Regions from separate parts of the Mus musculus genome. Here region 2 is linked to region 1. Evidence: chromatin contacts called from public HiChIP or PLAC-seq data. All regions are on one chromosome and are shown on one strand. The core of a region is the stretch at or near the end of the contact, and the rest is flanking DNA. Distances in the headings are between cores, read along the strand shown. Region 1 overlaps Tbc1d16 (TBC1 domain family, member 16). Region 2 holds the start of Rptoros (regulatory associated protein of MTOR, complex 1, opposite strand).

Region 1 (6,489 bases), core at 2,923-5,422:
CTCAGCTGCTTCCGAAAACCAACGGGGTGGGGAGAGGAGGAGAAGCAGAAAGAGGGGGAAGGTGAGGAAGAGGATGGAGTTAGAGAAAAGAGAAGAAAAGGAAAAAGAGAAGGAGGAGGGTGACATTTCTCTGGCCCAGAAATTACACAAGCCATGTAAACAATGTCATACTTTCTAGTAGCCATGTTTGAAAAGAGGGAAAAAATCGATTTTTAAATTTTATTTATTTTATGTATATGAATACACTGTAACTGTCTTCAGACACACTAGAAGAGGGCATCAGATCCCATTACTGATAGTTGTGAGCCACCATGTGGTTGCTGGAAATTGAACTCAGGACCCCTGGAAGAGCAGTCAATGCTCTTAACCATTGAGCCATCTCTCCAGCCCGAAATTAATTTTTTAAAAAGACTTATTCTTATGCATTCAAGTACACTGTCAATCTCTTCAGACACACCAGAAGAGGGCATCGGATCCCATTACAGATGGTTGTGAGCCCCCATGTGGTTGCTGGGAATTGAACTCAGGACCTCTGTTAGAGTAGCCAGTGCTCTTAAAACATACCATTAAAATTTTTTTTAAAAATTTAGCAGTGAGACTTTTTACATTCGTCAGTCTGGTGTGTTGTAGCAGTCTCTGCCTGCTCCCAGGGGTGCCCATGGCTGCCGCGGGCGTGGGCGTGGGCGTGGGCGTGGGCGTGGGGGTGGCCTCCACAGTGGCTGCAGAGGCATGCGCAGCCTCCTCTGAGCCTCTCATTCCCCACATCAGTTAGAGAACTGCATCAGCGCCAGGCTTGGCTGCCAACAGCCCTCATCTGCTTCCGAAAACCAAGAGCATCCTCAGCGGCACTGTTTAGCCACACTGAGGATAATCAAAAAAATGTGCTGGAAGTTTGGGGGGAGATTCCAAAAGCCGGGCGGCGGCTGTGAGGTGCATCCTGCTGCTGTTCGTTTAATAACACAGGCATCCAAAGCCACATGGGAGGAAGAGACACGGAATATGGGAGGCCCTCATCCTCTGTGTGGGCACTCCTGCTTCTCCATGCTAGGATGGATGGGTGTGCAGACAGCCTTCCTCCCGCGATGTTCTAGAGAGCCCTGGCTGCTTCTGGACAAGCCGGGGCAAATCTGTTCCCTATTAGCCAGGGTCATTTACTCTGGTAAGACAATTCTTATTTTCAAAATGGATTTGCTTTTTGCCTCTTTCATCTAAATTAAACCTGCCGCCTGGTGTCTGGTTTCCATCACACTGGGCGGATGTAATTCTAGGTCTGTTTTCAACTCTAAAACCCTTTTTTCCCCTGCACTGGGTGAGCTAACATCTGCCTGAAGTCTGCATCTGGAAGAACAAGTAGGAGGGCTGTGAGTTCAAGGCCAGCCTAGGCTGTATAAGACCTGGCTGGGGGCGAGGGTGTGGTGGGAGGTCAACTAGAAGGTTCAGCAGGTAAAGGCACCTGTGGCCAAACCTGATGACCTAAGTCAGATCCCTGGGACCCACGGGGTAGAAAGAGAGGACTGATCTGAAAAACTGACGTCTGACTTCCATACACCCACCATTGTGTATGTGCATGCACACACACACACACACACACACACACACACACTCACACATAACGTAATAAAACTTTTTATAACAATGTTTGGGCTACGGTGTCTCAGTGGTAAAATACTTGCCTAGAAGGTAAAAGTTCTACTTTGATCTCTAGCAATAGGTTCAAGAAAGTTATGATGGGCTGAGGTGTGGCTCAGTGGGTAGAGCGTCTGCCAAAAGCACGCAAAGCCCGGGGCTCCACACCTAGCATGACGTAAGCCCTGCATGGCTGCGCGCGCCTGCAATCCTAGAGATCGCTGGGAGGCGGAGGCAGAAAGACCTAAAGTCTACATTGCGAGTTAAGGCTAGCCTGGGGTAAGTGAGACTCTGTCTGCAAAAGAAGAGAATGAGAAAGAGAAGAAAAGAGGGGGACGGGGAAGAACAAAGGAAGATGTATGGACACGTTTTCTTAAATAGCATGATCCAAACTACGTTTGCATCTTCTATATCCAGTCTAAAAATACAGAAATTTAAAAGTGTAAAATCCCACCCACTGGAATTGTATCTTCCTTTTGCTTACATCACAAACACACTGCCTGGCCTCATGGATTGGACACGTTCCCCAAGTCCCATATGTTGTAGTCCTAACCCCCAGCTCAGCATTCAGCGCTATCTCAAGAGGAATTCAAGCTATCGGGGTCACTGGTGTTCAATCCAGGACGGCTGAGGCTCTCCGAAAAAGAAAGGATTTGGAGGCAGGCACACCTTCATAGCTATTGGCTTGGCAGACAGCCATCTCCAGGCCCGGGAGATGAGTCAAGGGGTCATTCCCCTCACAGCCTCAGAAGGGAAAAACAGGCCAGCACCTTGGCCTTGGGTTTCTAGCTTCCAAAGCTACGGAGGAATAAACGCTTACTGCCCGAGGCCTCCTTGTATATTAACTTCTTAGGGCAACCCAGGAAGCCAAACACTAGAAATGCTAAGTAAGCTTTCCCTTTGCTCCATGTGTGGGCTGCTGGCGAGCCCACACAGGACTTCGCACTCAGCTCTACTGCTGTGTGTATCACCAGCCCTTGAGTCCGAGATCCTCCTGCCTCGGTTGTTTAGTTCTGGTCACCTTTCTCCAACCTAGCGTGTCTGGAAAATCCGCCTCTGTCAGATTGGCCTGTGGGCATGTCTGTGGGCGTGTCTTCTTGATTGATTGGCGTGGGAGGGTCATGGTGGGCGGTGCTACCTCCAGGTCTAAGAAAGCAAACCGAGCAAGTCAGGAGGAGCCAGCCAGGAAGCATTTGCTGCCCTGACTTTGAAAGGTGTGTGGAAGTGGAAATTAACCCTTTCCTTTTTGGTCATGGTCTTCGACACAGAAAGAGAGCGGACTAGGACTGTTGGACCCTGTGCTGGGCACCACCTTACCGGTGTTTGCCACGAACCGCCTACTCTGAAGGACAGAAGTCCCCCGTTTACTTCTAAATGGATGGGAGCCTGTCTCTGCGACTCCTGACTTCTTTTCATGTTCCCGGAATTCTCCTCAAGCCACAAACCGCGCAGTTCATCTTTTATCTTGCTTTTTCTTATATCTTTAATGTTCAAAGAGCCACTTTTCATCTATCATATATCTACCTGGCAAAGCCTGGGAGCTGACTGTCCTCCAGTTTAGAGTGTACATGTATAGCGGTTTTATTACTGTGAATGTTTTTATGGGTGAATGATAAAAAGGGGCAAATCAACGATAACTTCATAATGCTGAGATATTTGGGGCCCTTAGCTGTGGCCCTGGACCTACACGTTCCATGTTCTCATCGGTGCCCTTCAGACATATCCATGCTGCACACCTGAGGAACACGTATGCATTCACACATAGGATCCAGGGATCTCACTACCACCGCTCCAATGGTTCAAGTCGTCACAGGCGCAGTTCAGGGAGAGGCAGGGGGTCAGGAGCTCCACTAGCCTCCTCTCTACACCGTCACCACCACCATATGAATAAACCCATGAATGACGCATAACAACACACAACCCATCTCCAATCAGAAACAGCAGGACTCTGGGAGACTGTTACCCAGCCCAGAAGTTCTCGCCGGGTGCATATGGCCTTACCCTTCTGCAAACCACAGCTTGTTTCCAAAGCCTTGAGAGTGAGCCTCCTGCAAGCAGCCTCCTCCCCTAGATACAGGCTCTGAGACTTCACCAGGAACCCCAGGCACACACACCCTGCTTCTGCTGCTATGGGAAGTGACTGAAGCTATTTAGAACTCCAGGTCCACCCCAGGGCTCTTCCCTAACCAGCTAGGGCCAGAGCTTGCCCAGGGAAGGGGTGAGCTGGGTTTGTGGGGAGGGAGGGGCTGTGGGGAGGGGGCAGTGGGGAGGGAGGGGCTGTGGGGAGGGGGCAGTGGGGAGGGAGGGGCTGTGGGGAGGGGGCAGTGGGGGGGGAGGGGCTGTGGGGAGGGGGCAGTGGGGAGGGAGGGGCTGTGGGGAGGGGGCAGTGGGGAGGGAGGGGCTGTGAGGATTGTTCCCTTGCCCTCTCTGAGTGTCTCTTCCCAGCTCCCTGCTCACACCAAGGCTTCTGCTGTGTTGGCTGCCATACCTGCCACCCTGTGGTGAGGAGAGCAAATGAGAGGCACAGCAGCCAGCAAAGCCCTGCCTAGGTCCTGTCTCTGGGGTTCTGGCTCTGACAGTAATTTTCTGCTCAGGGCCCATAAGTCATCCCTAACCCCAGCTGGGGAAAACTGCTGGCAGGAACCCAGAGAAAGAGAGCTGAGCAGGGCAGGCAACACTCAGCAGCCTGGGTGGCCAGCACCACACCAGGGCCAGTCTGGACAGAATGGCAGTCCTCAATCAACACTGCGGGTGGGGGTCTCCAACCTCTCTGTATGTGCAGGGAGCCCCCAAGACCTAGCTCTGCGGCACACAGGTCACGAATACCGGAGGCACACACGCGCTGCGTGCCGCACACACCACACCCCCAGAGCTCTTATCTGTTCTGATCCCTCTCCAGCTGCACAAATAAAGACACGTCAGCTGCCCAGGTTTCCAGCTCCGCCTCGAAACGCTTGCTGGACACCGTGAGCATGAAGAGTGGGGGTTGGGGAGCTCCCCACTCAGCAGCCCAGCGTTCGTCTGTCCAAGCGGCACTGGGTGATCAGAGCTAGTGTTCCCGGGCTGTCTCCAAGCACACTGTAGACTCTGTAGGGTACTTGTGCAGCTGGGCAGCCATGTCTCACAGTGCAGCCCTCCTTACCCAAGCTCTGGCTTCTCGCCACAGCCCCTACTGTCATGGCAAACCCTGCCTGTCCCATAAACAGGGCTTGGTTGGGTATCTATCCTCTATTGTCCCTTGGTGTGTCCTCCCAAGCCAGGGACCAGACAGAGGCTGATCTGTGATGTCATAGGCTCCTCTACACAAACAAGAAAGCAGGGACAAAGAACAGCCTCCGGTCTTTGGTGATCTAGAGGCCCTCTGGGAAAACTAGGACCCTATCCATAATTGAATTATTCCCTTGGACGCCAAGGTCAAGTCACCCTGGCTCCCCACCTCTTCAGGATGCAGCTGTTCCCTGCTAAAGGGGCCCTCATAGATCTGAGCTTCCTACTGCTGTGGCAGTGGCTGACGGAACTGGGGGTGGGGTCAAGTGAGCCCTTCTTCCCACCTGCCTTTCCTGTCATCGGAGAGCAGGCCCACTGGAGGTTAGGGGCAAAGGTTCTGTCCACCACACAGTCCCAATCCCTCCTCCCCAAGTCCACCAGCCTAAAACAGCCTACAGGATCCACCAGCATCCTGTGCCCTGGCCTCTTACCCATTTGTCACGGGGAAGCCTGCCAGGTGGCAGCAGGGCAGGAACATGGCAGCAGGCCAGCAGGAGTCAGAGTGGGTTAGCACGCAGCCTCACATTATATTTCCAGGATCCTGGTCAGACACCGAGCTCCTCCACATATCACGTGTGCTCAGTTCCACAAGTAGAGGGGTGCGGGAAGACTCCAGAGGGAGTCCCCAACAGGAGCACCAAGTCCCCAAGGCAGGGGTGAACCTACGGTTGGTGTCTGATGTTGCAAGAGAGCAGTGCCAGGGTCTCCACTCAGCCCTAATGGCCAAAGGGTATAAAAACAGAGAGGAGCATGGGAAGAGAGAGAAGGGTGGGCAGCAAGTCTGGGAGCTGGCTGGGTGGGATTTCAGTAAGAAGCAGGTGCAAGAAGGGAGGAGCAGGTGGAACTCGGGCTTCAGCCTGCGGCCAATTCTGCAGTGGTCACTGAACCCTGAGAGCAAGCTCAAGCCCTGAGACCTAAGCTTAGAAATGGTTAAGGTGGTAAAGTCTGCTATCTAAGGGGAGGGGGGGAGTTATACAACTACAAACAGTTCTTTCTGGATGTTCTCATTTTTTTTTCTAAAAACCTGAAATTGTTTTTAAAAATACATAGCTTAGGCCTGGGAAATGGCTCGGTGGGTTAAGGCGTTTGTCAGGCAAAGCCTGACGCCATGAGCTCAGAGCACCAGAACTCACTTAAGAAGACAAGAGACAGAACCTCCCAGAACTCTCAAACCAAACAGCCTTGGGTATGCAACGCAGCAGGAACAGGAGAGGATGTGCCTCAGTGAAGTGGAAGACAAGACCAACACTGCAGGTGTCCTCTGACTGCCACGCATGACCCACACACATGTGCCCTCAGACATGAATGTGACACACATGTATCATGCATACATACACATTTTATGCATTCTGACACGCCAGAAGCCTGAACATGGATGCCTACAGCAGCTTATTCATGCCAGAATTAAGAACAGCTAAGTGGACAGACTCAGATTGCTCCAGATGAGGGAGGTCACTCAGCAAAGGCACTCGAAATGCGTGAAGGAGCCTTCTGGGTCTATCTATCTCTGTGAAAGAAACCAGTCCAAAGAGGCTACACAGTCCCAGCACCAGGCTCAGCATCTCTAATCCCCAAACCTAAGACCCACAGTCCTCT
Region 2 (6,489 bases), core at 1,222-3,721, 620 kb after region 1:
CTGTGAGCTGAGTAATGAGCGTGCACATGCATTCTCTCTCCGCTCCTGGTGGTGATGTGATTGGCTGCTTCAGTGCCTGCTTGACCTCCCACAATAATAGATTGCACCCTGAGATTGTAAGCCAAACAAATCCTTTCCCATACATTGCTTTGTCAGAGTGTTTAGTCACAGCATCAGAAAGGAAACTAAGACAACGATTAAAAGTTCTATTAACAAAAGAAGAAAAAGTCATATAATCTCAATATTATGCAAAACCACAAAGTAACTTAATGAATGGTCTTTATCAAGATGAAAATATCTTCTCTCTGCAGACAACATTAACATGGACAGACAGGCCATAGGTGAGAAAAATAGTTTCAAGTCATGTGTCCACATAGTACAGAACCCTTTCAAAATTTCAACTATTTCTTTAAGGTAAGAAGACAGCCTGCAGCATCAATTCTCTATTATGTCCCCTAACCCTAAAGCCAGGGCTCCAACTCCAGCTATCAGGCTTGACCCAAATACCCTCGTCCAGCAGCTCTGTTCTGAGTTCTCACTTGTCACACAGACTTGTATCATGACATCTAGAGTGACTCTCTTGGAAGCTGGGAGCTGGCATTGAGACTGTTACAGTCTTCAGTCTCTCAGGGACTGGGTCACAGGAGCAGGTCACCACACCAAGCTCTGTTCTAATAGTTTGAAGCTGGAAGTAGTCCAAATGGACACTAAGAGGCAAATATGTCAGCTTTTCCATACATGCTAATCAGCAGCTTAAAAACAAACAAAAACAGTGCCACTTGAAAAATGCCAGTAATGGAGCTGTGTACTGTGTGACTCTGTGTGTTTAAAACTGCAGAAGGTGTGAGCTTGTCTGTAGTCAGGGCAGGCAGATCAACTATTGGGGCAGGCAAGGAAGGGGCAGGATTTACAAAGGACACGAACATGCAGGAGCTAGATTCACCCTCGATGGTGGTAGCCTCACAACACGCATGTGCCTGGGTTTTGGGGTCTGAGCTGTAAGTCTGTGCCATGTCTTGGCATCTTATAGACAATGGTGTGGATATTGACAGTGACCTGTTCTGTTTCCACCTTGATTTTCAATCAGAAAGTGGGCTTGCTATTCTTCATTAAGACTGATGCTGCGAGGTGACCTAACACTGCCCTGGAACTGAACCTAGACCAAAGCCAGAGGCTGTGACATGTAGTTGAATCTGAGCATAGTACTGTCCCTGAGAATTCCCAGAGAATGGATTTGTGGTTATGGAAGAAAATGTCCTTTTTGTTAACAATATTTCGGGGCAGGGTGCACATGTATACAGAGGCCAGAAGCCAATGTTAGATCAAGGTAAGAGTAGGTTAGTATTCTGTGCTATTATATAATATGTGGTCTTTATCCCTTTGCCCCACTAAGGGCTTGTTCACTCCCCCATCTTGTGGGTTCTTTCTAGTTTCCTGACACTCCAAATTAAACACACAACCCCAGAAACTTGAAGCTAAGATCCAAGTGTGAGAAAGGACATGCTTGCTTGGTTTTAATAAGTTTCCCAAGTTGTTGTTATCATCTGTCTCTCTGCTAATTAACAAGAATAAGGGAGGGAGGCAGTTAATTAAGGACTGGTGTAAGCTGGGTTCCAGCTAATTGAGGGTTTTTTTCATAGACAGAATTAATGTGCAATTCAGGCAGACCTTCCAAATTACAGTTAATAAAGTTTTATTTATAGCACCACTGGGGAACATCAAGGGCACAATGTCAAGGAATGTGGGAAAACACTCTGAATTGGTATTGATGGGATAATCCAAAGTCAGGCATACAAACAGGCATACCACAGGAAGAGCTTCCATGGACAAAGACAACAGGGAAGGAGGTGGGATTTTTTTCTTCGGCCCCTACAACCTGTGTATCCTTTGCAGCTTCCCAGTGTCTGGTTCCTCCGCAAACAGATTCTTCTCTGAATAAATTTGATCAGGTACTCAGCCTAACCTCTCTTGCTCCGCATTTTGCCTCTTCACGTACACAAAGCTCAGTTGGAAGAGAGTTCAATGTCGGCCTCTTCTCTATGGGTCAGGCATTGTTGAGCATCCTCCCTGTTCTGCTGGCCCACCGTGGGGCTGCTCTAGGAGGAATGCAGACTGCCTCTATCTAGATACCCGTGCTTCCTGCCTGCTAAGCTTTGCTTTGGGGGATAGCTCTAGGTTTACAGAAATCTGAGGTGACAGTGGAGCCCGCCCCAGTTTCCTGTGTCTGAGGCACCTCAGTGGACACAGTGAGACCTGTGTTCCTGTGCCGGTTGGTGCCTTACCTTAACCAGCTGCACCATTCTGGTGCACCACAGGGTTTCTCTGTCCACTCTCCCTGGGAGGGGCTTCAGCTCCTCCAAATCAACCCTCCCCCTTTCTCCCTCAACCCTCTGTACCTCTGATGTCCATGGCAGCATGAGGAGGCCCCTTGGCTCTGCACACCTGCACTTGGGTTGCGGTAGTGAGAGGCTTGGGGTGGAAGACAGATGAGCCCCCTTCTCACACGTGCTTTGCCGTTTGTGTTAGCGTGCTTCTTCCTTCAAAGTCATGACTCCCAGCCCCAGCGATTACTGCAAACACTGCTTTGTTCCTTCACCTGTTCTGTTCCGGACCCAGATGTGGGTATGGGGGTTGTTTGTTTTCTTTGTGTACTTAGACTTTGTATCCGTTGCTTTGTTTTCATTATGTACTTAGACGTTGTATTCGTTACTCTTCTGTTGCCGTGGTTACATACTGGGACCAGCAGTGACAAAGTTTATTTTGGCTCACAGTTCCAGAGTAAGACAACAGAGGAGTGGGAGGCAGAGGAGGCAAAGGAGGCAGAGCAGAGGCTCAGATCACAGCTGCCATAAACACAGATCACTGACAGCAAACCAGAAATGGGCAAGGCTATAATATCAAAACCCACCCCAACAACATACTTCTCCCGCTTCAAGGCTCTACTTTCTGAAGCTTTATGACCTCCCCTAAGAGCACCATGAGCCAGGGACCACGTGTTCAAATGCATGAACCTCTGAAGGACATTTTCCATTCAAACTATCAGGCTGTTCTAAGTCTCTGTGTTTGGGATGAATTTAGTTTTATACTTCTAAGTTTTTCTAGTCTCCCTTCTCTGTGAGGAAGCCATGTTCCTAGAAACAGTCTTTCAGATGGGGGGGGGGGGGTCTCCTAGCTCTGACTGGGCAGAGTCTTCCTCCCGGTCACTGAGAGCCACATCTGATGAGCAGGAGTCAGGAACATGCTCACAGGAAAAACTTATAAATGTTTTCTCTTCCTCTCTCCCTGCCACCTCATTCATATAATTTGATGCTTTGAGGGTCTCTTATGACTCAAGTATAGGTTATAGTCTGCAGAAAACCAGTGAAGGGAAGGGACATGTTAGGGATATGTGTTTGCAGAAACCTTTGTTTTGTGTAAGCCAGTCAGCAAAGCTATGTACTGTGTAAATGGGTTCTGGGTACTGTCTCACTGTCTGGTAAGATAGAATACCATGTGAAGGTGTTTTCAGCAGTGGCTACAAGTGTATCTACATGGCGACATTTCTCCCCAGTGCAGATACACATCATGAGCAGCATACATCACTGTCACTATGTGGTCATGTATGCTACCTCAGAGATCATAACCACTTGTGACATGGAGGGTTTGTCCTGTGAGTGTAGCCAAGAGGGAAAGAAATACAAATGGCCAATCCCCGTCTGTCAGTCTATACAGAAAGAAGAGCTTTTCTGACCGGCCTGACTGTAAGGCAGAGCCTGGGAGACTCGGGTGCTCCTCTCCATGGAAGAGGCTGAGTAGCAGCAAACAAAGCCACTGGGGTCCAGAGGTGGCATGTGGACTGGGGACAGCAAGCTGGACTGTCAAACCGGTGAAGGAAGAGAAGGACATTTTGAATGTCCTTCTCAAAAGGATGCAGTCGTCACCTCTGAACACCAGCTGGGAATAATTTTGAAGGCTGGTGAGATGGCTCAGTGGGCAAAGGTGCTTCTTGGACAAGCCTGCAGCTTGAGTTTAATCCCTGAGACCCACGTAAATGTGCAGTGAGAGAACCAACTCTACTGAGTTGACCTCTGACCTCCACAGGCATGCCATGCATGTGAGCTCATACATACATCATATGTGGCACACAATAACAACAACCTAGGCCTATCTTTAATCCCAGCACTCAAGATAGAAGGCAAATTCTGAGTTTGAGGCCAGCCTGCTGTACTTAGTGAGTTCCAGACCAACCAGGGCTGCATAGCAAGATTCTGTCTTAGAAGAAATGGGATTGTGATCTCAGTGCCACCGACACAGCTCTGTGGGGCACTCAGAGACAGGGTAAGGCCTACATAACAGAAGTCATTCAAGGAGTTGAACTGAGTTCTAGGAAACAAGTGACTTCCAGCCCCAATTCTGTGTGTGTGGGTAGGGTAAGTTTATGTCTAAAAAACCCAAAGGCTCTATTAATACCAATAAAAGAACTTAGTGAGATAGAAGCCTTAATACAGAAGCTGAAGTGACAGCAGCTAGAAGATTAGACAGGAAGAGCAGCCTGTGTGCGGTAAGGTCATAAATCCAGGGATAATCTACTGTGAGATGGGGAAAGCCGCCACAAACAATACCTTAAACCATTCCTGAGAGACACACAGTCACCTTCAGCAGATAAGAACACACCCTGCTCTCTTGCAGTAGGATTCTGTGTCATAAACATGTCAGTGTTCTCTCGGTTAATTTATAACTTTAATATAATCCTAGTAAAATTACCAACAGGCTTTTTTTTCTGGAACTAGACACAATCTCAGCTTGATATGGAGAAATAAAAAGAAGAGGCAGGGAGCCCTGGCTAGGAAGGAGAGTGGTAGAGACCCTGTCCTCCTAGACCACAACTAACCATGGATCTTCAGTGATGTACCGGGCCTCAGACAGACTCGTGGACTGGTGAGCACTGCAGAAGCAGCCCCCCAGTGCAGTCTGTGAATGTTAGTGGCAGCACCTCAGCTTTGCAGTTCTTCAGCTGTGATGGTAGAAAAGCTAGAGGCTGCTGCTGTTTGGATCTCAAGTGACTGGGAAAGACTTGGACTGGAGGAAAGTAGTCTGCAACTATAGGGGTGGAGTGGAGTGGGTGGGGCTCTTAGGTCTTTGAAGGTGTAATAGCCACGTCACCCCCCTGTTTTCTCTGATTCCTTGCTGCCGTGAGGTGAGTGACTGCTTCCACCTTCCCCACCCTGATCTAGAACCTCACCATGTGCTCAAAAGCAGCAGGCAGGCAGGCAGGCAGCCAGAGACCCAAAACAACATTTAGAATAAACATTTTAGTTTTTGTCTTGTCTTGTCTTGTCTTGTCTTGTCTTGTCTTGTCTTGTCTTGTCTCTCTCTGTAAAGCCCTGGCTGTCCTGGAACTCCCTATTTAAACTAAGCTGGCCTTGAACTCACAGATCCTCCTGTCACCTTATCCAGCCCACCATTCTGTCTTTTACATTCAGTGTATAAAGTATTTAATTTATCACACAGACAGAAAACTGCATGATAGAGATTAATTGTACACTTTGGACAATAGAATTTAAGTTAAAGAGATAGCTTCTTTAAACATAAAAGGCAAAATCATAAGATCCTTAGAAGAGGGACTAGAGAGAGGGCTGAGTGGTTAAGAGCACTGGCTGCTCTTGCAGAGAATTTGGTTTCAATTCCCAGCACCCACATGGCAGTCCATACCAGCCTAAAACTGCAGTTCCAGGGGATCCGACACCCTCACACATACATACATACAGGCAAAACACTAATTCACATCAAGTAAAAATAAATGATTTTTTTAAAAAAATAGATGAGAAACCAGATAGATTCTATTTTAACCTGGGGGCTATTGAGCTTTTTAACCTACAATTCCAAATTTAGATGCCTTTGCAAAGAAACTTACTTGAATATAAATAAATTTTATATAGAGAAATATTCAAAAATACATCACAACTAAAAAAATAATATAATGTGTTCCCTCATGCATAAAGAGCTCCTAGAAATCAAAATAAACAACAGTTCAGTAGGCAAGCAGTCAAACTGAAGGCAGCAGTTCCCTGAGAAGCTGATCCAGGCTCACCAGTATGGGCACCTTGGCTGTTGTCCCAGAGCATCTGAGTTCAGTTCCTAGAACTCTGATGACAGTGCTCAGGGTACCTGCAGGGAGAGTCTCGGGAACTGTAAGAAGAGCAAGGAACCCTCCATGAGAAAAATCAGGGTGTGGGGTCAGCTCAGTACAGTATACCCTAGAGATACACTTGAAACAGCACAAGACAGGCCAGCTCTGCTGCTAGCAGCCTGAGAAGGACTCCTGTCAGTGACCGCCACTCAGGTAAAGCCAGTCCTTGACTTAGACACGAAAAAGAGATTGTGGGTGAGCCAGTGTGAAACAGAGCTGGGCCTTACGCAGAACACATTTTTAACATGTGTTTAAACACTAGTTTAATGGGAAGAAAGGGGCTCAGGGAATTAATAAGACCTGTGTGTCTCAGCAGTGGC

What was found. HiChIP or PLAC-seq counts read pairs in DNA pulled down with a chosen protein or histone mark.
Region 2: a contact with region 1 is called in a FOXA1 HiChIP or PLAC-seq map of pancreatic cancer cells. The contact joins the promoter of Rptoros here to the enhancer-like site in region 1. A contact is called at or near these places in 3 of 39 promoter capture datasets (hippocampal neurons, liver and stem cell-derived epiblast-like cells) and 2 of 115 datasets of contacts at active chromatin or transcription factors (pancreatic cancer cells and stem cell-derived neural progenitor cells).

Annotation. Positions count from the first base shown.
Region 1 is chr11:119,210,984-119,217,472 of GRCm38.p6, forward strand. The region is part of intron 1 of Tbc1d16 (TBC1 domain family, member 16); the gene reads right to left. Among named protein-coding and RNA genes, the nearest start is that of Tbc1d16, 14 kb to the right of the region's middle. Within about 2 kb of position 4,173, at least 191 of the 459 cell types and tissues checked have an H3K27ac peak or open chromatin away from gene starts, as enhancers often do. A contact at or near this core is called in liver and pancreatic cancer cells, where this site is marked.
Region 2 is chr11:119,831,894-119,838,382 of GRCm38.p6, forward strand. It overlaps Rptoros (regulatory associated protein of MTOR, complex 1, opposite strand), which reads right to left and starts at 2,472. Exons shown (of 3, transcript NR_045313.1): 1 at 2,397-2,472. The region is part of intron 13 of Rptor (regulatory associated protein of MTOR, complex 1); the gene reads left to right.